2 separate regions of the Sus scrofa genome follow, and region 2 is linked to region 1. A link is a contact called in public HiChIP or PLAC-seq data. All regions are on one chromosome and are shown on one strand. Each heading gives the region's core, a stretch centred on a gene start, on an enhancer-like site or on the middle of the called end of the contact. The rest is flanking DNA. Distances are from core to core; before and after follow the strand shown.

Region 1 (5,273 bases), core at 1,408-3,907:
AACAGGGAACTCCATAATAGTGTTTTTTTTTTTAGCCCCACTTAATAGATAAGGGAACTAAAGACCCAGGGACGTGAAGTCCTGGCGTAAAGGGACACAGCCAGGAAATGGTGGGGCCAGGATTAGAGCCCAAGCTGCCTCAGGGTCTCGGGTGTAGACAGCTGCCTTTCCTGTTGTTTAACATCTGGAGATCTGTGGCTCCCTCCCTCCCCAGCCCTGTCAACAGCGGCTGAAGCCAGTGGTGGTGCTGGCCTCTCAAAACCTCCACCAACACCCCCACCCCCTCCGAATCTTTGAGAGGGACCCTTGCAGCTCTCTCCAAATACAAAGGATATGTGAGGGCAGCTTTAAGAAGAGGACTCTGGCTGTGCTTCCAACCAGGCTGCTCTTGCCAATCCATCCTTGGTAGAGGTTCTCCAGCTGCTGCTGCTGCTTCATGTCGCATCAGATCACGTCCCTTCTCGCCTCCAAATCCTCCCCTGGCTCCCGCCCCACTCAGAGTAAAGCCATAGTTTTCTCCAGGGCCCACGCCCGCCCCCCATGATCTGCCCCCATCACTCCTCTGACGTCAGCTCCCACCCCTCTCCTCCCTCACTGGCCTCCCTGTTCTTCCTTAAATGCTCCTATCTCGGGACCTTTGCATTTGCTATTTTCTCTGCCTAGGATGCTGTTCTACCTCCAGGCAGCCATGTGACTCTCTCCCCTCCTTCAAGTCTTTGTTTAAATGGTGTATCTCAGAAAATCTTCCCTGACCACTCTTTTTTTTTTTATTTTTTATTTTTGCCATGGTATTCAGAAGTTCCTGGGGACAGGGATCGAACCCTCACCAGGGCAGCGATCGGAGTTGTGGGATCCTCAACCCGTTGAGCCACACGGGAACTCCCCTGATCGCCCTATTTAAAACAATGATCTTTGTATTCCCACCCCTCTTCTATCATGTGACATAATCTACTTACCTGTTTGCTCACTGTCTCTTAGCCCTGCTAGAATGTAAACTCCACCGGGCCTGTTTTGTCCACTGATGTGTCCCCAATGCCTAGCACAGTGCTGGGCATGTAGAACACGCTTAATAAAAATCTGTTGAATGAATAACTTGTGTTTTCATTCCCATGTTGCAGATGTAGCAACTGAGGCACAGAGACCTTAAGCTACATGCCCAAGGTCATGCCACTATTTAAGTACTAAGAACTAAGATTGGAAATGGGGTGTTGCAGCCCATGGAAATACATTGCTAATGACTCTCCTACGTGGCCATGCTGAGCAAGCTGAGGGACTAAGATACCAGCTCTCCCCCTGGGGATGCAGGGTTGCTGAGGTTTGACGACGGTGTGGTGAGCCCTGTCTCTCTCTCTGTACCTTCAATTCTCTGAGTCAAGGGAGGACTCGGTCTAAGCTACCTATAACCGTCCCCCCACCAAGCCCTCCTGGACTCCTGCCATGGCTAAATGCTCTCAATTTGGGGGTGGTTAATCAGTCAATCCAACAAGGTAAAGAGAAAGGGATTATGTATTTACATGAACAAGGTGCGTGATGGTTGATGGGTCACCCCCTCAGATGTGGTGACGTGGCAGAGGTGAGGACAGCGTGGAGATTGCCATGTGGGGTAGCATGGGTTGGCTGTTGTGGCATGAGCATCAGGATACAGGAAGTGTGATGACATCACCAGAATGATGAGGGCAGTTGGGGGTAGGGGGAGAGTGACAATGAGGTGATGAAGGTGACTGGGTGAGGGTGACATGGCTAATAATATTAGCCCAAATCACCATATCAAGTTGGGCATATCACTAGAATAATGCAGAATTCTTAACAATCATCCCTGATGTTGGTGTCCTTGTGTGGATTTTACAGATGAGGAAGCTGAGACTGCAAAGGTGTGATTAGGTCAAGGTTACCCAGAGGTTTAGTGGTGAAGTCAGAATCCTGGCACGCCCTGAGTAAAGGGCTTTCATACCCGGAGTACATGAGAGGTGACTTGGGGAAATGACAGAGACACGAAGAGAAGAAAAACTGTAGGGCAGGGTGGCTCTTCATGGTGAAAACTAGAATCATTAGACGTGGGCAGTGACTGTCAGAGGAACAAAGGTGACGACGAGGAGGGATGGCGACAAAAGGGGTGAGCATGACCTAAGGGAAGCCAGAGAGCGACTTAAGGAGATGGTAACAGGAGGCATGCGAAGGTGACACGGAGGTATGACGACGATTTCTGAGAAGAGTGATAGCAATAAAAGAGGGGTGCAGGCGACACGAGACGGCGACTACGACTTAACGGGTGGGGCGACTTCAACAGGTGCTGATAATGGGGGCTTAAAGCGAACGAAATCTTGTCAAGGGTGATGATGGCGACATAAGGGGAACGGTAACGATTTAAGCAGGATACAACATGCGGAGGAATGGCGACATACAGGGACAGAGGTCGATGTGCAGAGAAGAGATGCATTACAGACGAAGGATAACACGAGGAGGACGGCTGAGGCGCCGCGCCCCCAGATCGCACATTACCTGCTCTCCACGTCTCCCACTCGGGACCCAGCCCAGCACGCACCTTTCAGGCTGGAGCCCCGCCCGACCGCCCCCCGCGGCGCGCAGGCGCACTCCGGCTGGACTGCGGGCCGGCGGGGGCCGGGAAATTACCTTTCTCATTGGCTGCGCTCCTCGCCAGCGAGGGGCGGAGGGAAGCGCCTGGGAGACGGCGGGCGGTCACGTGACAGTTGCAGCTGCGCCCTCGCTGGTGGCTCCCCAGCGGGCTAGAGAAGCCGCGAGCGGGTGAGTCCGGCTTCCGGCGGCGAGGGCGGCGCTTCCGGGGCGGGCAGCCGGGCCAAGGGAGGAGGGTCTGACAGTTGGCGCCGCCGGGAGGGCGGGCAGGTGGGCAGGTGGGTGGTGCGAGTGGGCGCGTGCCCAGAGGGCCAGGTGAGGCGCGGGCCGGGGGTGATGGGGTAGGGCTGGGTGAGGTGGGGATGAATGGCGTCCAGGGTTCCGGAGTCAGTCCTGGCGCCGCTGTACGGCTCTGGATTAGCGAGTTCTTTCTCTGAAACTCAGTTTCCTCCTCTGTAGAATGGGGGTCAGAATCTGACTGTAGCATCTTCTTTATGGGTTGTAGTGAGAAATCAGTTCGTGCATGTCGGAGCTCCTTAGCTCAGCGCCTGGCACACTGCTCACTTCGTTACTATACTATTATTGTTAGTATTGTTGATGATCTTTGCGCTTGGTGTGGAAGATCAAGGTGTGGGAGCGTGAAATTGGGGGCCACAGATTTCAGCTCAAGTCCTAACTACACTTTGTGGTCGTGGACCTATATCTTCACCTGTCTGAACTGAATTTTCCTCGTCTCTACAATGAGGGCTAATAGTCTCAATATCATAGCATCACTGTGAGGATGCTGATGAAATGTGCGTGTTGAGTCCTTAGCACAGGGCCTGACACAGTATTAAGTAGGAGCTCAAAAGATTGAGACGCTAATAATGATTCTCAGAGTCATTGGTGTAAATGGGACTTGCAAGGATGTAGAGAGGAGGAGGAAGCTAAAAGATGGCAAAACTTGGAAACTGGAGTTGGGCAAATTGACATCCTGCCATTCTTTTTTTCTTTGTTCTTATGTCTTTTTAGGGCTGTACTCGCAGCATATGTGAGTTCCCAGGCCAGAGGGCGAATCAGAGCTGTGGCTGCTGGCCTACGCTACAGCCACAGCAACACCAGGTCTGAGCTGAGTCTGTGACCCTCACCATAGCTCACAGGAACCTTCAGTCCTTAACCCACTGAGTGAGGCCAGGGATTGAACCCACGTCCTCATGAATACTACTCATTTCCTTACTGCTGAGCCACAACAGGAACTCCCCTGCCACTTACTATTTGATCAGTTTTGCTTAATCCCATTGTGTTAGGTTTTCCATTTTCTTTAAAACCACGGATGCATTTTCCTCCAGTCAATTCAATTGAGAAGGAAAATTTGTGTTCTTTCCTAATGGAAAAGTAGCATTGCTGGCGTGAGAAGAAGGAAAACAACCTGAACACCAATGGAAGCAGAATGGTCTATTAAATTGTAGACAGAACCTGGAAGAATTGAAAACTTACACTGTGTGATTCCATGTTGTCAGATCCCATGGACCCTGTCAAGTTATCTTATACTCTGTTCTCAGCTCACACTTTGCATATGACTGATATCAGCTCAATGACTGTCCTCTCCTTTCCCTAGCTCACTGAAGGTTTATTTATTTTACTTAATGCACATATGCATAACTGCTGAGCACTGTTTTAAGGGCTGGGTGCTTATGAACTCATTCAACCCCACTAAGCACTTTAAGAACAGATACATTTGGAGTTCCTGTGGTGGCACAGTGATTAACGAATCTGACTAGGAACCATGAGGTTGCAGGTTCTATCCCTGACCTCGCTCAGTGGGTTAAGGATCCGGCGTTGCTGTGAGCTGTGGTGTAGGTTGCAGATGCGGCTTGGATCCCACGTTGCTGTGGCTCTGGCGTAGGCCGGTGACTACAGCTCCGATTGACCCCTAGCCTGGGAACCTCCATATGCCACGGGAGCGGCCCTAGTAAAGGCAAAAAGACAAAAAAAAAAAAAAAAAAAAAAAAGAACAGATACGTCTATCTTTTTTTTTTAAATCTTTTTATGCCAGAACTCTTGGCATATGGAGGTTCCCAGTCTAGGGGTTGAATCGGAGCTGTAGCTGCTGGCCTGCACCACAGCCACTGCAATGCAGGATCCAAGTCACGTCTGTGACCTACACCACAGCTCACGGCAATGTCAGATCCTTCACCCATTGATCCTTCACCCATCGAACCTGCGTCCTCATGGATTCTAGTCAGATTTGTTGCCACTGAGCCACAATAGAAACTCCACACCTATCATTCTTTTTTTTTTTTTTTTTTATAACTGGAGTATAGCTGATGTACAGTAACTCCTCTATCATTCTTATTTTAACGTCGAAGGGAGTGAGATCCAGAACAGTTAAGCCATTTGCCCCAGAGTCAGAGTCAGGAAGTGGTAAAATTGAGACTTGGAGCCACACCTCCTATGGGCTTTAGCACAGGGAATCTGGTGCATGGTAATTACTTGAATTTTGGGAGCTATCATTTCTTTATTATTATTATTATTATTATTATTATTATTATTATTATTTTGTCTTTTTGCCTTTTCCAGGGCCGCTCCCGTGGCATATGGAGGTTCCCAGGCTAGGGGTCAAATCGGAGCTGTAGCCACCGGCCTACGCCACAGCCACAGCAACATGGGATCCAAGCTGTGTCTGCGACCTGCACCACAGC
Region 2 (5,273 bases), core at 1,987-4,486, 83 kb before region 1:
AGAGGTTAATTCACTTGCCCAAAGTCACACAGCTAGCGAGTAGCCAGGATTCAAATGTAGGCACTGTGATCAAATAACTTCATTAGCAGCCTCAATTCTTCATCCTTTTGGCCACACCCTTTGCCATGTAACTCTTCGGTGTTCTGCTATGGAGAGGAGAGGAGCAGAAGAGGGAGAATAGGGGGACATGCCCTATCCCCTGACTCTGGGTTTGGCCAGAGACCGGCTTTGGCCAACAGAATTAGATGGAAATGCTGGTGAGCTCTGAGCCCAGGACTCAGGAAACCTTGCATGTTTTTGCTTGTGCTTGACCTGTGGCCATGAGAACAACACTGCTCAGCTAGTCCATGTCCGAGGCCCTCATCACAGCCAAGACCAGCCAAGACAACCAACATCCCCCTTCCCATCCCAACTTGTGCATCAGCTCAGATGAGCCCAGCCCAAGTCACTGACTTCAGACTTGAGGCGAAATATATGCTTAGTGTTTTAAGACACTGAGTTTGGGGGTGGTTTCTCATGCAGCATTATTGTGGCAATAACTACCTGACACACTGAACACTGTCTGATTCCAGAGCCATGTTCTAGAACACTGCCAGATTGTAAATATGAAATTTAAGGGGGTGGGAGACATTAGATTCATCTCCTCCACCCTCTGGGACCCCAGGCCTGATTCTAAGACTAAGAAAGAGGGGAATTTGGAGGAGGTGAATGTCCCCCTTCTCAAAATATCCAGACAGTTGCCACCCCACCAGATTTTTAGGGAGGCAAGGTCTAGGTCTTGGTCAGTGTAGTGGAGATTGTCCCTTTCGGTGGACTCTCCGGAATCCAAAATTATTCTTCCCTTCTTCCCTGGAAAGCTGGAAGTGGGCACATGGTTACTCACCACCTGTGTGACCTTGGCCAAGGCACTTCCCCTCTCTGGGCCTCAGTTTGTTCATCTGTAAAATGGTAATAATAGTGCCCATTTCCTAGGGGCGTTTGAAGATGAGAGCATTACTAATGCAGGGAACATGGTATCTAGTACACAGCAAGCCCCCGATTCAGGGGCCTTGCTATTATTATCCATCCTCTAGTCACATATCTTAGCAATTAAAGTGTCTGTGCTGGAGTCAGACAGAAATGAGTTCAAGCCCTGCTTTATTCTTTCTGTATCTTTAAGCCCCATCATTTTTGACTTGGCTTCTCTGTGCCTCAGTTTCCCTCCCTGTCAAATGGTGAGCACAGCTGTTTCCTCCATGGAGGGTACTTGGGAGATGGAGAGACACTTAGCACTTTGGGAGCTCTCAGGCCCGCGAGGAACAGCCTTGGCCATTACGTGATTCAACAGAGAAGGAAGGGAGAAGGCGGTGGGGGAGGTGGACGGGGGTGTCCAGCAGCCCCAGGAAAGCCTGGCCCGGTGCGAAGCTGGGGATGGGACCTGGAAGCGGATGCTTTAACCCTTCCAAGGCCGCGCCTCTCTCTCCCTGCAGTCCAGTCACCGTCCTCAAGGAGGGGGCCTGGGAAGGACAAGGCTTGGGTGGAAGACCCACGCACGGCGCGGAGGCTGGACGGGGTTGAGGGCTGGGGGCTCCCTCTGCCATTGACCCTCCACCTCCCCCAGCCGTGGAGACCCTGAGGGGTCAGGCCAAGCCCAGCGTGCGCGGGGAAGGGATGCTCGGGCAGGTGGGGAGATGCCGGAGGGAGGGACTATCCGCCCCCACGCCACCGCTCACCTGGGCCCGCGGCGGCCGGTGCCGCTGTCCCCGCTGCTGGCAGTGCCCGACTGCCCTCCCTGTTGGTGTCCGCGGCCCGGCCCGGCCCGGCCCGGCCCGGCTCTGCTCGGCCCCACCAGCCCCGCCGCTCGGCCAGATCCGCATGCGCCGCCGCCGCCGCCGGCGCGCCTCCTCCGGCTCGCGCGGCCGTCGCGCTCGGCGCGCCCCCGGACCCCCTCCCGCCCGCGGTCTCCCGCCAACCCCGGCCGCCCGCGGCGCTGGCCCACGCGCGGTCACACACCCGGCCACAGCGTGCGCTGCACAGCTGCAGGGGCCGGTGGTAGCGTCACACACACACATTCCCACGGGGTCGCACACTCCCACACGGCCACACACATACGGGGTCACATACAGCGTCACAAATACTATTCATATCCACACGCTCACGCTGTTACCCCCTTACATGGGGTCACGCAGGGTCAAATATTCAAACTGTCTCACGCAGTCACAAGCTCACACGAAGTCGCGCCCTGGAACAGTGCCCGACAGCGTCACACACTGTAGAACACTCGAATAGTGCCACCACCATTCACTTGGAGTCATATACAAACACACATATGTCACACACTAACATGGGGTCACAAAGAGTGTCATACACATCACACACAGCTTCACCATCACACAGTGTCACACACTTTTTCACACTCAAACTTGTCACATCAGTTGCACACTCACATGAAGGTCACACATCCTGCACCGTCACACTCATACATCACATAGAGTTCACAAATAGAAACACAACAGTAACACCCACAGCCACACTCAAATGGTGTCAGTGTCACACACCTCACATGACACATGCAGTGTCACACACTGTCACACTCTGAGTCACATACTCGCATGTAACACATCGCACACGTGTTCCACACTCACACAATATACCCCAGAGTCATGGATGCACACAGCATCACAGACTGACACACTGTCACTTAGTGACACTACAAGGTCACACAATAACTTGCCACACGTAGCGTCACACAGTCTCACACTGTAATAAGGTGTTGTACACAGCAGATGGCACATGGTGTCACCCACAATTATGGTCTCCCTTGGGGTTGTTTACAGAGACACTCAGGGTCACATGGGCTCACAGACACGCAGTTACACAGTGTCACACCCACACCGTCCTCCCTCCCTTTCTTCCCTTGCAACCTCGAGGAGGCCCTGGGGCTTAGTGTGAATCTCCGATCTGCCTTGTGGCCCAGAGAGAAGGGGCGTGAGTGAGGAGAGAGCGGTGGGCGTGGCCCGAGCTCGCCCCGCCTCCCCCTGGGAGGCTGGAGCGCGGAGGCGGAGCCCCGGGGCCACTTGAATCGATGGCCGGATACAGCCACGCCTCCCAGTCTAAGTGGCGGGCCCAGAGGGCGGTGCTGGCCCGCCCCGCCCACCCTATTCTTAGCTGGAGGCGTGGCCTTTTGGACTCGCTCCTCAGCCTAAGCCTGAGGCTGGAGGTGGGCTGAGGCGTGGCCCTCGGGGCGGCCCCGCCCCGTTCCTCCCGCTAGGGAAGGACGCAGAGGGCGGCCCAGCAGCCAGTCGGTTCCCGCGCGTCCTGTGACTCCGCGGCCTCGCAACCCTACGTCCCTGCAGCATGTCTGTCAAGAAGATTGCGATCTTCGGCGCCACTGGCAGAACCGGGCTCACCACCCTGGCGCAGGCGGTGCAAGCAGGCATGAGCTGGGGCGGGCATGGGATGTCACCGGGTGCAGGGCCAGAACTTTAGGAAGGGACATCATGGGACCCGGTGTGCCTTGGTGTGTGAGGACTCAGGGGCAAAGCAAGTGGCCACGGGGGCAGAGGTTGGGGACAGTATGAGGTCCAATTTTATGTGAGTCCAAGGGAAAGGAATTGGCCCTGGGAGGCTAGGGGACTGTGGTGACAAGTTTAAATCCAATGCTCTTATGAAATGCTGTTATGGTGGTGGTGGTGGTGATGGTGGTGGTGGTGGTGGTGGTGGTGGTGGTGGTGGGCGGTAGTGGTTTGCACACCCAGCAAGGGCTTAACTAAGCCAGGCATGGGACTCCCAGCTCTGCCTTCTCTTCATTTGTATTAAATAGTCCCAGCTCTCAGGTGAGATGGGAACTAGTATCACCTCACTTGACAGATGAGAAAACTGAGGCCCAGAGAGTGACTTGTCCACTGTCACCCAGCCAGAAAGTGGCAGTGTTGTTATTTGTACCCAGCACATGCTCTCAGCTGCTAAAAGTTCTTGGTTTGGACACCAAGGCTTAAAGTTCAAGAGGCTGGGGAGTGTGTTGCCGTGAGCACCTGATGGAAGGTAGGTCACTGAAGACTTGGGGACACTGGTCCTAGGAAAGCCAACGAGGGCTGAAAATATGGAGTTGCTCCAGGAAAGGGGATAAGCCATCCCCTGCCCCCACCTTGCAGAGTTCACCAACCCCCAGTGGAGGCTGGCTCTTCCAGATAAACGGTCCCACCCTTGCTGGTCTTGGTGATGCTGAAGATATTGACTATCTGGGTGCCCCCAAAGGGTGGAGGCTGCCAGGATCCTACTCTCAGCTGTCTCCTAGCCCAGCTCTCCCTTGCAGGGACTCTGCCTGAAAGTTCCCCATTAGGCCTGCAGCTCTCCCCCTTCCCCAGGAAGACCTAGGGAGGATCTTGACTTGTGGGGAGAGGGGAAACAAATTTGCTGATACACGTTTCTAGAGGAGGAAGTAGAGGACGAAGTTGAAAGGTGCTGAGTCACCCTGATGATCCAGATTTCCACGTGACTACCTCTCCCTTAAACCAGGATTCTGTGGAATTTCATTTATCCACACTGCTGGTCACAGCCGGAACTACACCTGCCTTCTCAGTGACTCTGCCAGGTCCCTTCAGAGCTACGGGCGAGCCAGAACCTCGCTGTCCCCATCCAAAACAGGAGGGGCTTAAATGAGCTGAGCTTTTATTTAGCTCATTGATTCTGTAGGGCTGAGTTCTGACTAGCACAGACTCTGGTGCCCATCTGTCCACTTTCAAACCCCAGCTCTACTGCGTACCACCGGTGTGGTCGGATGCCTTGTCATCTGTGTACCTAGATATCTGCAAAGAGGGGATGGAACTAGTGGAACTTGACCTTGGGCTCTTGTGATGATGAAATGAAGTCATATATGGAAAATACCTCAAAGGGTGCCCAGCATATAAAGGGCACTTAATAGGCACTCCTTGGCTGAGTGAACTCAGATTATAGCTGTGTGGTCCTGGCCTGATTACCTAAAATTGCCTCAGTTTCCCCCATCCTCAAAATGGGCATATAATACAACCTACTTTGTGGGATCGTTGTAGTCTGCAGCTTTTCAAACTATGGATCCTAGTGCAGTTCTGAGATATATTTAATTGGTCACAATAATATCAATGTATCACATGTTAAAATGGGTTTTATGAAACTTTTGTTTGAGTTATATACATAGAGTTTTTTTGGATACTGGATTAGGCAGTGAAATCTATTTTGTACTGAGGGTTGAGATAAAAATGGCTTAAAAGAGGCATAATCTACAACTTACCCTCACATAATTAGGGGAACATTTT

The links. HiChIP or PLAC-seq counts read pairs in DNA pulled down with a chosen protein or histone mark.
Region 2: an H3K27ac HiChIP or PLAC-seq map of alveolar macrophages shows a contact between it and region 1. The contact joins the promoter of BLVRB here to the promoter of C6H19orf47 in region 1. A contact is called at or near these places in 1 of 5 promoter capture datasets (liver), 4 of 47 Hi-C or Micro-C datasets (blood, embryonic fibroblasts, heart right ventricle and 1 more) and 2 of 2 datasets of contacts at active chromatin or transcription factors (alveolar macrophages and skeletal muscle).

Annotation. Positions count from the first base shown.
Region 1 is chr6:48,642,746-48,648,018 of Sscrofa11.1, reverse strand. It overlaps C6H19orf47, which reads left to right and starts at 2,657. Exons shown (of 10, transcript XM_021094390.1): 1 at 2,657-2,763. It also overlaps a transcript of PLD3 not described here.
Region 2 is chr6:48,726,396-48,731,668 of Sscrofa11.1, reverse strand. It overlaps BLVRB (flavin reductase (NADPH)), which reads left to right and starts at 3,236. Exons shown (of 5, transcript XM_003355917.4): 1 at 3,236-3,415. The coding sequence starts at 3,337. It overlaps SPTBN4 (spectrin beta chain, non-erythrocytic 4), which reads right to left and starts at 1,830. Exons shown (of 36, transcript XM_021094394.1): 1 at 1,713-1,830.